Linked DNA regions of Mus musculus: region 1 is linked to region 2. Evidence: chromatin contacts called from public promoter capture Hi-C data. All regions are on one chromosome and are shown on one strand. Each heading gives the region's core, a stretch centred on a gene start, on an enhancer-like site or on the middle of the called end of the contact. The rest is flanking DNA. Distances are from core to core; before and after follow the strand shown. Region 1 overlaps Setd3 (SET domain containing 3). Region 2 holds the start of Ak7 (adenylate kinase 7).

Evidence for each region. Promoter capture Hi-C pulls out the DNA fragments that hold promoters and counts their contacts.
Region 1: a contact with region 2 is called in a promoter capture Hi-C map of pre-B cells, with 4 times the contacts expected there. The contact joins the enhancer-like site here to the promoter of Ak7 in region 2. A contact is called at or near these places in 7 of 39 promoter capture datasets (cranial neural crest, frontonasal cranial neural crest, hippocampal neurons and 4 more) and 2 of 115 datasets of contacts at active chromatin or transcription factors (astrocytes and large pre-B cells).

Annotation. Positions count from the first base shown.
Region 1 is chr12:108,167,863-108,173,830 of GRCm38.p6, forward strand. All of the region lies in intron 1 of Setd3 (SET domain containing 3), which reads right to left. Among named protein-coding and RNA genes, the nearest start is that of Setd3, 8.4 kb to the right of the region's middle. Within about 2 kb of position 2,754, at least 52 of the 459 cell types and tissues checked have an H3K27ac peak or open chromatin away from gene starts, as enhancers often do. A contact at or near this core is called in pre-B cells, where this site is marked.
Region 2 is chr12:105,704,340-105,710,847 of GRCm38.p6, forward strand. Ak7 (adenylate kinase 7) reads left to right here and starts at 1,643. Exons shown (of 18, transcript NM_030187.1): 1 at 1,643-1,927; 2 at 5,806-5,997. The coding sequence starts at 1,826.

The DNA of each region.
Region 1 (5,968 bases), core at 1,504-4,003, 2.5 Mb after region 2:
CTTCTCCAGTGGTCCCAGTCATAGTTTTCTGTCCTTCACACCCCTGCAACTTCTTGAATGTTCTTCAGTTACTGTGGTACAAGACTAACGCAAAGCCCAGTCCTCTCCATATTGCCCGGGACACCAGGCTCCTTGAGGGAACTCTCTATATCTTATTTATATTCCTAAGTCCAACCCTGCAGCTCAGAGCTCAGCATAGAGCAGTTGCTCCACAGTGGATACTACACTAAGCTGTCAAGTAAAGCATTCTCAGAATTGTAATGGGTGATCCTACAGGTGCTGCCCAAGCTTCTATTCCCTGGAGATACACAGAAAAGGTCGAATACCTATTCTGTGTGAGAGACCATTAACTATGTCACAGTGGTGTGAAAGCACCAGTGTTCTTTGGCAGTAACTGTCATACAGCTAAGTACAACAATACAAATAAAATAATTAAGTCCAAAAGTGGCCAGCTTCTAGAAACACTGATAGACACAAATGTATTAAAGATAAAACTTGGAAACCCCGTCAGTAATTTAACCTTTGGAAGTGTGTGTGTGCGTGTGTGTATGTCCGCACGCCTTCTCTCTCCCCCAAAGTCCAAGCTCGACCCTTCTCTCCCTGACTCCAGTCTCTTCCACTATTGTCCACAGTTGGACTGTACACAGCTTCATTGACTTATCCACATGCGACACAGTTTCCACCTCCAGTAAAGTGAGGAGACCATCCAGTGCACCCCAACCACCTACCAGGCTCTTTCTAATCCACAGCATCTCCAGAGGCATCACCTAGCTTACCTTCCTTCTTTCTAGTCCCCTTTACTAGTTTCCTCTTCTTGAACTTTACATACACAATCTTGTTTATATACTGTACAGGTTTCTTTTGCTCAACTTAACACCTGATCTCCCAGCAAGTTCACCCTACTCTACCTGCTTGGCTTCACTCTAACTATCCTTTACACTACTTAGCTCCATGGGTTGGTCTGTGTTCTGGAACACAGCCATGTCTCGTTAGGCTTCTGGTATCGTTTCCCACATACTTTGAGACCCTGCAAAAACTGTCAACAGGGGCTGCCTTAGGGAATCCTAAGCTCTTTCTTGAAGCTATCACTCCTATGAAAATCAGTGAGGAAAGTTCAAAGGCAAGGTCATTAACAGATGATAAAGGCTTGGTTTATATTAGGATTTGGTCTCTTGTTTCTTTGGACTGCTTCCCTCCCACAGTCCTGCAGCTTCTAAGAGACAGGAAGTAATCAGCGCTGGTCCACACAGAATCTCCACTTACAAAAGGGAAGGAGAGTAACTGTCTGGTTCCTCATCAGAACACATCTCCCGAAAGCACAGGATTCTAAGTTGGGCAGTCTCTTAATCTGTTCCACTCAAAAGGTAAGTGTCGGGGTTCTCATATACAAACTATACACAGTCATGAAACAATGACTTCATGTTTCATGAGTTCTACTGAAAAATGAGGACAATTCCTAAAGTAAAAATATACATTTATACAGGGTGGGTGAGACACAGCTTGACCATTGTGCATATATGGAAAGACTTTCGTATATTAAATAACAGAACCTCTGGAAATACATTCATATTTTTTGTGGTTTTCTCTCTCTGAAAGCAGCTAAGCAGGATATTATTTGTTTCTGGTACCAAAGGAAGAGCTATGACCAAGCACAGCTGGAAGCTCAGGGGGAAAGGGGATACTTGCGACAAGGGCCACAAGCATTTGTCCATGTGGCCACCACAGCTTAGTAAGGTCGATACTGAGGACTCCAGCTCTTAGGAAGCTGAGAGGATGCTGTGACTTGGCCAAGAGACCAGAGGCACCAAGCAGCAGACCCCAGCTTGAAGCCATGGATCAGCTGCACCATCCAGGCTGACTCTAAACATAAAGGCACTTGAGTAAACAAGCTCCCCTATCCCCTGGGTAGGCAATAGTGACCAATGTGAAGGACATCAAAACCAGGGAAAGCCAGGCCTACAGGTCTCAGCATTGAGACCAGAAATTAAGTCACACCCAAAGCAAAGCGGCAGAGATAATTCTCCAAATGCCCAAGTAACAGAAGACAGAGGGCAAGGAAGTACAGTGTAAGAAGGATGACTGAAAGAATCAGGTAGTAAAGTCGTTTCCTAAATCCAATTCTGCTTTGACAGTTTTCACTTCAAAATTCATCTATGCTGTGTGATCTCCCTAACCTTGTGGATTTGAAATGATTACCCAGACTTCACACTTGTGATTCAAAACTTTGCTACACACAATGGTTCATTCTGTGATTCAGTTAACTTGGGTGCCTGTTGCTTCCAACTTTTAAACAGAGCTGTCAAAGAGGTACCAAGCACATCTTTAACAGTCTGAGTGTGTGGGGGGAGAGGGGGTAGGTACTCACTCACCAGTGTCCTATAAAGACCAAATATTACTAATACTCCTTCTACATATTCATGTAAACATATGCTAAATTAAGCACCTATGCACTTACTCTTTCTCTATCCCTTTCCCCCTTGCTCTCATGAGAAATGTTAGCTGAGCCAGGCGTGGTGGCGCACGCCTTTAATCCCAGCACTTGGGAGGCAGAGGCAGGCGGATTTCTGAGTTCAAGGCCAGCCTGGTCTACAGAGTGAGTTCCAGGACACCCAGGGCTACACAGAGAAACCCTGTCTCGAAAAACCGAAAAACAAAACTTAACAAAAAGAAATGTTAGCTGTATAGCACAAGGGTAAGTGAAAGATACTCTCCCCTGAAGTTTAGACTGAAATAGCATATGAACTATCATGGGAGAAGCAGAAGTGAGGCCTAAACAGCAACCACAACAATAAGTATTACTTTAGACAAAGGAAGGAAGGGAGGGAGAGAGGAGGAGGGCGGGAGGACAGACAGACAGACTAGTAGGGAAACCAGCAGAGTTTCACTCTCAGTTGGCACCTACAGAAGTAGGCCTTGCTGTAAGTCCACCCACCTGTCTCCATTCACCACCCAGAAGTTTATAGAAGGTACAGGACCCTCAAGCCTGGCCCTTTTAAGTCAGTATAGACTACTTAGCAAGCCAAACAGCCACCTCCCTGCGTAACAGACAGGGAAACAAACATAACTGTTAATTGCAGGCTGACTGGCAAGAAGGGACAACTGTGACTACTGATAACTTCCACCATTTAATTATTTCCCATTCTAATCTATACAGGGAACTAAATAGACCATACTTTGGGGACCATGCTAGAGGAGGAGGTGACAGGGTAGAGGCATTATTACACAGTATAACTCATATGTACTAATAGATGACATTCAGTTGCAAAAACATGACTTGCATTCATAATTAAAATGGGAAAAAATTATATAAACTGGACATTGGCAAAAAAAATTACCCTCTCTGGTAAAAATCTATTAGCTGAATGGGCAGGCAACATCTATGAAAGAACTAGTAACCATGTGACTAACTTGTACAAAAGTATAAACCCCTGATTCCAGCCTGCCAGCAGAATATCTCTTTGACAACCATGCATGCCCTCACAGAAGCAGTGACCTGAGCTAAAACTTGGGCTGTCTTCTACAGCCCTTCTTCTGCTCCCTGCCACCAGGATACTTTAATTAAGTTCTTCCTGAAAATGCTGCTTTGAAATAAGTACAGCTAGAATAAACACTTTTGATAGTAGGTATTTGGCAATTTGCCTAGGAAACCTAACTCTGACCCAGCACCATCTGCTTCTCAATGTAGTTTGCACTGACCCAACTTGGCAGCTGTGTCTTCTGAAGGAGGTTCTGTTTGTGTGCTTCTTCCTGCTCCAAGCTTTCAGCTGTAAAATACACCTGAGGGGGTGAAGCCAGCCAATGTGTATAGAAGAACAGGAAACAATCCCTTCCCCATTTCACTAACTATTCTGTAGACCATGAGAATCAAACATCACAATGAAGTACACACAGAATGGGTTGGGAAACAGAAAGACACAGGGCAACATTTTCTGTCCCAAACCCAGCACTGGCAAGGTGCTTCATGGTGGTGCCTTCCTTGGCTTCACGTGGTGCCAGCTTAACTGGAACTGACAGTTACCAGAAGCACACTCTGGCTTGGCCCAGAATGCCACACCATAATAACTTAGACCAGCATGCCATGCTACAATAACTTACACCAGTGTGGCTGGTACCCACCAACTGGCACAACACTCCGGAATCAATGGAGGTGCTCTATGCCATAGACTCAAAGGAATCAAGAAGTCAAGGCAAGCAGTTCAAAGAACGGATTTTGACTCAGTAGCTACTTAAGTACCAACAGAAACATAGATCTAAGTTTTAATCTCTTTACAGAACAATTTGGACTATTATATAAATGCAGCGTAACTAGAGAATTCAAAAAAGTTCCTTTCCACAAAAATATTGACTATTTTTCCAGAAATTTAAACAATAATTCTAAATTTTAAACCATCTGATTGTCTTTCAGCATAAAAGGTTTGAGCTGTTAAATTATAAGCACACTGAGGTTAACTCCTGGCTTCTTGACTGTGAGTGGATGAACCCTGAACTCAAGCCTCCCCCATGGCAGTCAGCAGAAGCAGCAGCATGAACACCATCAGTGACTACTGCATCCATACAGCAGGCATCAGGAGTGTCTGAATGCCATCAGTAAAGTGAGGGAACCAACCAGATCAGCCTGCAGCTCTACAGCTCTAGTAACTGCCTGCCCAGGTCTAATTACTTTAACTTCAGTGAGGAATAGCTGACAAACTGAGGGACCTGAAGAAACAGAAAGGTATCCATCTCTTCCTCCAAGTGACAAGCCAGACCATGACAACTGGGCAAGCAGGCTGAACACAATGGAGTATCAGTTACACTTGGGGGAAAGAAATCTGTCTTTGTCGGAACTATATAAACTGGTCATTGACAAAAAATGACCCTCTGTGGTAAAAATCTATCATCTAAATGAGCAGGTGACATCTATGAAAGAACTAGTGATCATGTGACTAACTTGATTCCAGCCTGCCAGCAGGCTATCTCTTTGACTACCGTGCATGCCCTCAGAAGCAGTGACCTGAGCTAACTCTTGGGCTGTCTTCCCTGCTCCCTGCCAGCAGGATAGACCTGCACGCTGAGATTAGCTCTACCTTTTCTATCTGCTGCATCAAACCCAATGTTCTGTTATCTACACCATCCTTCAAATAAAGGAATCTACTCAGTCCCCACGAGGCTCCTATCTAAAATAATCATCTAAAAATAATAATAAAGTAAGGAGTCAGGAATCACTTCCATTACAGCTCTCTCTAAAACAAAGACAACAGTGTTAAATGGTGACAGGACAGCTGTAACCTGCTAAATCACCTTGAAGGCACTTACAATCCAAACATGAGATTCTAGATTCTAAAATTACAGAGCATCAGGACTGGAAGATACCTTTGAGATGATTATGTAAACCCTTATGCACAGCATTATGTCACCATCAACTGTCAATGCTTCACTATCCACCATCTGATTCTAGTCTGAAAACGTGGCTGGCTAACAAATTCACAACCTAAAGCACTCCATTCAGTCTTGGAGTCCTCTGATTGAAGAAGGTGGGCTACTGATGGCCATCAGTCCTGCCTGCTCACTTCTGAAGCAGTCTCTTACTTGTAAGCTACTCCTCTGGGACCTGTCCAAATTCTGTGAAGATGGCTTCCATGTTCTCCTTTTCCAGGCTTCTAGTATGTCACCCTCCCCAACTTCTCAAAAGTGAACCAACTCTGTACACTGCCCTCCAGAGAGCAAGGCAGCAAAAGTCCTTCTGAGGCAACCTGAGGGAGTCACACTTCAGTGGTACTTCTGCCCCACTGAAACTCATCTCAACATCTTACTAATTTTTGTAAGGTTGCTCCAGGTGGTTTATCAACCAAGAAAATCCATTCTCTTGCCCTGTGTATATTTCTTGAGTGTCTCACGGGACACACAGCCCTATTATAGCCTTTAAGATGAGAGGAGATCATATAAACTTATGTACAGAAAGACAGGTGCACTATACTAAACCTGAATA
Region 2 (6,508 bases), core at 393-2,892:
AAGTCAGCTGCTGGCTCTGTGACTACCCTCAGTGCTTTCTATGCAGGATGCCCTGTGCTCCCTCCAGTGTTCAGGGGCAAAACCTGCTGCTTGGTTCATATTAGGAATAGAGGAGGAAACTAGTTTGGGAATGGGCCACATTGACTTCGGAACTCTCCCTCTAAGCTCCCCCTGCCACCACCCTGGTATATTAGGTATAGCATTGCTGAGGCTTGCACTGATGAAAAAACTTGAGTAGCCACTGGGGCAGAATGGTCTTCTAGGACTTTGCAGTACTTAATAAAAGGCACCACACACAGTTGGTAGTAACATGCATGCACAGGAAAGAACTAATGGAATGATACAGCAGTTGCTATAATATAATCAATATAATCAATATAACCAATAGGCACACAATGGCTCAGCAGTCAAGAGCACTGGCTGCTCTTGCAGAAGACCTGAGAGTGGTGCCTCATAGCTCTCTGTTATTCCAGTTCCAGGGATCCAACGTCTCTTTTGGTCTTGGATGCCACCAGGAAAACATGTGACACAGAGACATTCATGCAGGCAAACACACGTACACATAAAAATAAATATTTAATTTCTATATATGCATGCATATTTGCATAAAATACGTTCATGTATTTAGATTTAACAAGTTAGTGTTTAAAACTATTTCAGTGCAGTCGGACCCTTCCAACAAAACAAGCCGGTTGTTTCATAACACACCACAACTTTTGATGAAAACAAAATACACATTGTTTATTGCATTAATGTATTTGTGGAAGAGGGGTGTGTGTGCCAGGGCACATGTGTAGAGGACAGCTTGCTGGAGCCCGGTCTCTTTGGGACAGAGGGATGGAACTCACGTTGTAAGGCTTGATGGCACCTCCTTCACCCTCCGAGCAAGAGGTGGTTTATTTCAGCAACTGCACGAGTATTCTCATTTGTAAAGAAGACCCAGAGCTTAAACGGTCTGAGTGTAAACTTCATGATTGTGTGTGAATTCCTGGTCACAAAGTCCCTCCAGGCACCTCCACCAAATCCCCAGGCAGGGTGGTAAGGGGGGAGGGGGCATCTGAAAATGCTTAGGAAAGACAATCTGGGAAGAAAAATCTCAATTGAGAAGATGCCTCCATAAGAATGGCTTACAGGCATGTGTATGGGGCATTTTCTTCATTGATAGAAGACCCAGATCACCGTGAGCATCCTGCCCTTGATCCTGAGTTCTCTTAAGAAAGCAGACCGAGCAAGCCCGTAAGCCACGTTCCTCCAAGGTCTTTGCTTCCGTTCCTGCCTCCAGCCAGGTTCATGCCTTCTGCCCTGGCTTCCCTGGATGATGGGTCTACAACCTGTTAGTTTTGGTCTGGTACTCTCACAGCAATAGAAAGCAAACTAGTCAAACCCCTAAGCCAGTAGAACCCTGTGCACCAAGCAGCTACTGGGCAGTACAGGCTGTGGTGGTGGGCTCTCACGCTGTGGTCCTTGACCCCAAAACTCGTGACATCTGCTTTTCTTTACAGTAGAGAAATTGTTTACCCAAGCAGAGCGTCCTACAGGAGATGTGCCGAAGGCAGTTAGACAGTTCTCCAGGGAGATCAGCCCCGCCCTTTAGGACACGCCCCGGCCAGACCCGTGCCACGCCCCCAACGGACCCTCCCCCAGAGCTGCACCCTATCCAGAGCCCTCACCACAGGACACGCCCCGCCCAAAAGCAAGCCACACCCCTCCGAGAGTCCGAGCCTCGCCTCAGGGAGCCTGACCCTTTCAGCCTTCCAAAGCCCAGCCTCTCCTCCTTAGCAACCGACAGGACTCTTTCACCTTAGCAACTACTACAGCTTCCACCATGGCTGAAGAGGAAGTTCCTGCGACCACCGAAAAAGTTCTGAAGATACAGAGGGTATTCATAAACCATCTGGACACCTATAGCAGCGGAAACATAGGAAAGGTGAGCGGTGACCCGAGCCAAACTGGCCCTCAACCCTCAGTGTGTGTCCCTGATCTATCTCCACAGCAAAGGCCTGCATCACTGGCTGTTAGGAGCCTCCCCGGGGGAAGAAGATTCCAATCCTAGCACATCAGTGCCTCCAGGACCTGTCCCTAAGCAGGCTTGACCCATGTTCCTTCCTAATAACGCAGGTGTTTTGGCTATGGTGAAAATGAGGCTCAAGAGAGGAAAGGGCTTGCACAAATCATAGGTATTATGGGCGGGACCTGGAGCACACAACGCGTAAGTCCCGCCATTATGTCATCCAGGAAACATCCATCTAGCGTTTTTAAGCATCTGTTTTGTGCTAGGCACAATTTCTGACCAGGTCCCATTAAGCTTCCTTACTTCCAGGAAAGTTATGGAGATGACTTAGCAGGAGACCTTACTTGAGACACAAGTGTGAGGACCTGAGGTCTGACCCCCATCATCTATGGAGAAAGTGAGCAAGTAGTATTCTACCTCTAGCGTAAACACACACACACACACTCACACACACACACACACACACACACACACACACATGATCCCAAGAGAGAACCTAGGAGCTGTCATTCTAAATTGTTCATCCAAAGACAGTCATGTTTTAGGGGCTGGAGACCCAGGTTCAATTCCCAGCACTCATATGGCAGTCCAGATTGTCTGTAACTCCAGTCCAAGATGATCTGATGCCTCTTTTTTGGCTTCTGGCGGCACACTGCATGCACATGGCACACACACACACACACACACGCCCTCACAAACACACACACATGCACATAAAATAAAAATAAATCTTAGCACACACCTGCAGAGGCCCTGCCATTGAGGACTCTGGATCCGTTGGGTTGAGGAATCTGCCAGCTTGTGGGAAGTCAAAGGTAATGAGGTACCCTCACCCTCGCTGCACTGCTAATTAAGTAGCAGAGGGGATTAGAACTCAGGCTTCCTGCCTCCCAAGATGGTTAAAAATGAGTGTGGAAACAAACCCCCTAGTGACTCATTAAAGCAAATCACCAGATGACCAGTTGTGGCATAATTAAATTCTGGCGTGGATTATCAAGGGGTGGTGGCCTGCTGGACGGCTCTACAACTGTAGCACTGGGATAGGCAGAAAGGGGTGGGAATGGAAGCTCATGTTCTCCACTGGACAGAAAGCTTTCATCCGAGCAAGCAACGCTCTGAGTGTAAGGATACAGAAGAGAACGGTGTGAAGATACCAGAGGCAGCTCTCTTCACAGCTGGGCGTGCATTTTATGAAGAGTTGGTTTTTCCTCTTTCTTTCTTTTTTCTTTTTTCTTTTTGTTTTTGTTTTTGTTTTTGTTTTTGTTTTTTTGGGTTTTTTGTTTTGTTTTGTTTGGGGGGGTTGTTTTTTGTTTTTTTGTTTTTTGTTTGTTTGTTTGGGTTTTTTTTTTTTTTTTCGAGGCAGGGTTTATCTGTATAGCTCTGGCTGTCCTGGAAGTCACTTTTGTAGACCAGGCTGGACTTGAACTCAGAAATCCAGCTCTGCCTCCCAAGTGCTGGGATTAAAGGTGTGCACCACCACGCCCGACTTCTTTCTTTTCTTTTTCCAGTTGTTTTGTTCTCTTATGATCTTGGTTGTTCTGGTTCCATAATGGTGATTGGGTTGTTGGTTTGTTTTTTTTTTTTTTAATTGACACTGGACTGAGATAGAGGTTTTTGCATTACAGATTGAGTCTTTAAAGATAAGTAACTAAATCTTAGCACTGTTTTATGCTTCAGTAAGAGCGGCTACTGGCCCCTTGTGTCCTCTGAGCGCGGCTGTATGGTTGGTCCCAAAGGGGAAGCGCTGTAAGCAAAAGTAAATGACGTCAAATCCTAGAGAGCAGCATTGGATAAGAAAGGGCTGCGATCCCGTAGTGCCAGCATTCAAAAACTGAGGCTAGGGCTGGAGAGATGGCTCGGCGGTTAAGAGCTCTGACTGCTCTTCTGAAGGTCCTGAGTTCAATTCCCAGCAATCACATGGTGGCTCACAACCATCTATAATGAGATCTGGTGCCCTTTTCTGGTGTGTCTAAGAGAGCAACAGTGTACTTACATATATTAAACAAACAAACAAACAAACAAACAAAAAACAAAAACCTGAGGCTAGCCTGGGCTACATAGCGAGCAATTGTCTACAAAAAAAGTAAGGAGTAAATAGCTCATCAATTTTTAGACGCTTGAAAGTATCTCAGTGGTAGAGCATTTGCCTAGCATGTGAGAAGCCCTGTGTTTAATACACACCCTAACCATAATAATTTATATTGATTCCATATTAAACTGATAAATAATGTGTTTGGGTTTATTAGATCAAGTAGAACATTTAAGGGCTAACTAATGGCTGTGGTAGTGACCTTGGCCAGCACATGCAAGGAACTGCATTTGATCCCCAGTACTAAAATAAAGCTTTAAAATTGATTTCATCGGTTTTTCATTATTCAGATGTAACCATTAGACAGGTTTAAAGATGACTCAGAAGGTAAGAGCACTGACTGCTCTTCTGAAGGTCCTGAGTTCAAATCCCAGAAAACCACCCATAATGAGATCTGACGCCCTCTCCTGGCACGTCTGAAGACAGCTACAGTGTACTTATGTATAATAATAAATAAATCTTTGAGCCAGAGTGAGCAGGGACTGAGCGAGCAGAGTTGATTGGAGCGATCAGGGCCAACTGGAGTGAGCAGGGCTGACTGAAGTGGGCAGAGGTCCTAAAATTAATTCCCAACAACCACTTGGCCGAGCAGTGGTGGCACACGCCTTTAATCCCATCACTTGGAAGGCAAAGGCAGGAGGATTTCTGAGTTTGAGGCCGGCCTGATCTACAGAGTGAGTTCCAAGACAGCCAGGGCTATACAGAGAAACCCTGTCTAAAAAAAAAAACAACAACAACCACATGAAGACTCACAACCATCTGTATAGCTACAGTGTACTCATATACATAAAATAAATGAATAAATCTTTAAAAAAGAAAGAAAGAAAGAGAGAAAGAAGAAGAAAAGACAAGACAAGACAGTTTTAAGCTGGGGTGTTGCAGAGCCAACAGGGTGCTTGCTACCTACCAGGCACAAAACAGGCATGGTGGTGTGTAACTGTGTTCCTGGCAGTCAGGAGGTGGAGGCAGGAGCATTAGGAGTTGAGGTCATCTTTGGCTATATAGCAAGTTCAAGGCCAACCTAAAATAAGATGTTGCTTCAAGAAAGAAAGGAAGAGAGAGAGACAGAGAGAGAGAGAGAGAGAGAGAGAGAGAGAGAGAGAGAGAAAGAGAAAGAAAGAAAAAAAGAAAGAAAGAAAGAAAGAAAGATGGGGTGGGGTGTTAAAGGATAAGCAAACTGATTTTTTTCTCTTTTTCTTTTTTTCTTTTTATGTTGTTTTTTGAGACAGGGTTTCCCTGTGTAGCCCTGGCTGTCCTGGAACTCACTCTGTAGACCAGGCTGGCCTCGGGGATCTGCCTTCCTCTGCCTCCTGAGTGCTGGGATTAAAGGCATGTGCCACCATCCCAGCAGACAAAATGATTTTAAATCACCCCAGGGGCTCATACATATTGTATATCTGTGTTCCAATTGAACAAGACAAACATTTGCACCAGAGCCCAGCTCTGCCTACTGCTAAAGCAAGCAGTCGCTGAAACTCTCTGCACCTGTGTCACCAGCTATTGAATGTCCTATCATATGTATGTGGCCACTGTCCTGTGTCATGGGCATCATCGCATCAACCATGTTGTGACCACGACACACAGGGCTTTTCTCAGTCTTCGGGGTCGACAGTAAAGGCAAGAGCCCAGAACCATCATCCACTGGCACGGGCTTCCCTTGGTCAAAACTCCACTTAGCACGGGGGACGTGCCTGCTCTCTTGCAGTTCCTAGCTAACTGTGTCGCTGGGGCTTCACTGGAAGAGATTGGAGAGGAGGAGGAGGAGGAGGACGAGACAAAGTCAGCTGTAGCTCCAGAAGCCCCCACTACAAAAGTGAAGGAAGGCACCTTCCAGATCGTGGGCACCTTGGTCAAGCCAGAGAGTGTCAAGCCAGACTTCGCTGTGGAGGCTTATAAGGTAAGCCCCCATGGCTTTCCCTAGGACTTGATGAGGGCAGGACCCCTTAGGTGCCAGCCCCTTAGCAGTCTGTTACTAGTCCCTGCCATCTCCGTTCTTCGGTTCTGCAGGCCAGCTCCATGACGGGACATGGGAAATGTCTGTTTTAAGTGAGTTATTTATTTGTATTGTATGTACATCAGTGTTTTGTGGCTGCATGTATGTCTGTGTGAGGGCGTCAAATCTCCTGGAGCAGGAGCCACCAACAGTGTGAGCCATGTGGATACTGGGAATTGAACCCTGCTTGTCTGGAAGAGCAGACAGTGCTCTTAACCTCTGAGCCATCTCTCCAGCCACTATCTTTCTTTCTTCCTTTTTTCCTTTCTCCCTTTCTTTCTTTATTCCTTCCTTCCTTCCTTCCTTCTCCCTACTTTCTCTTTTAATCTTTGTGTTTCACCCTTGTGCACAAGTGTTGGCGTGCACATGCCACAGTGCACACGCAGAAGTCAGAAGAGGTAGTCTGTTTCGCAGG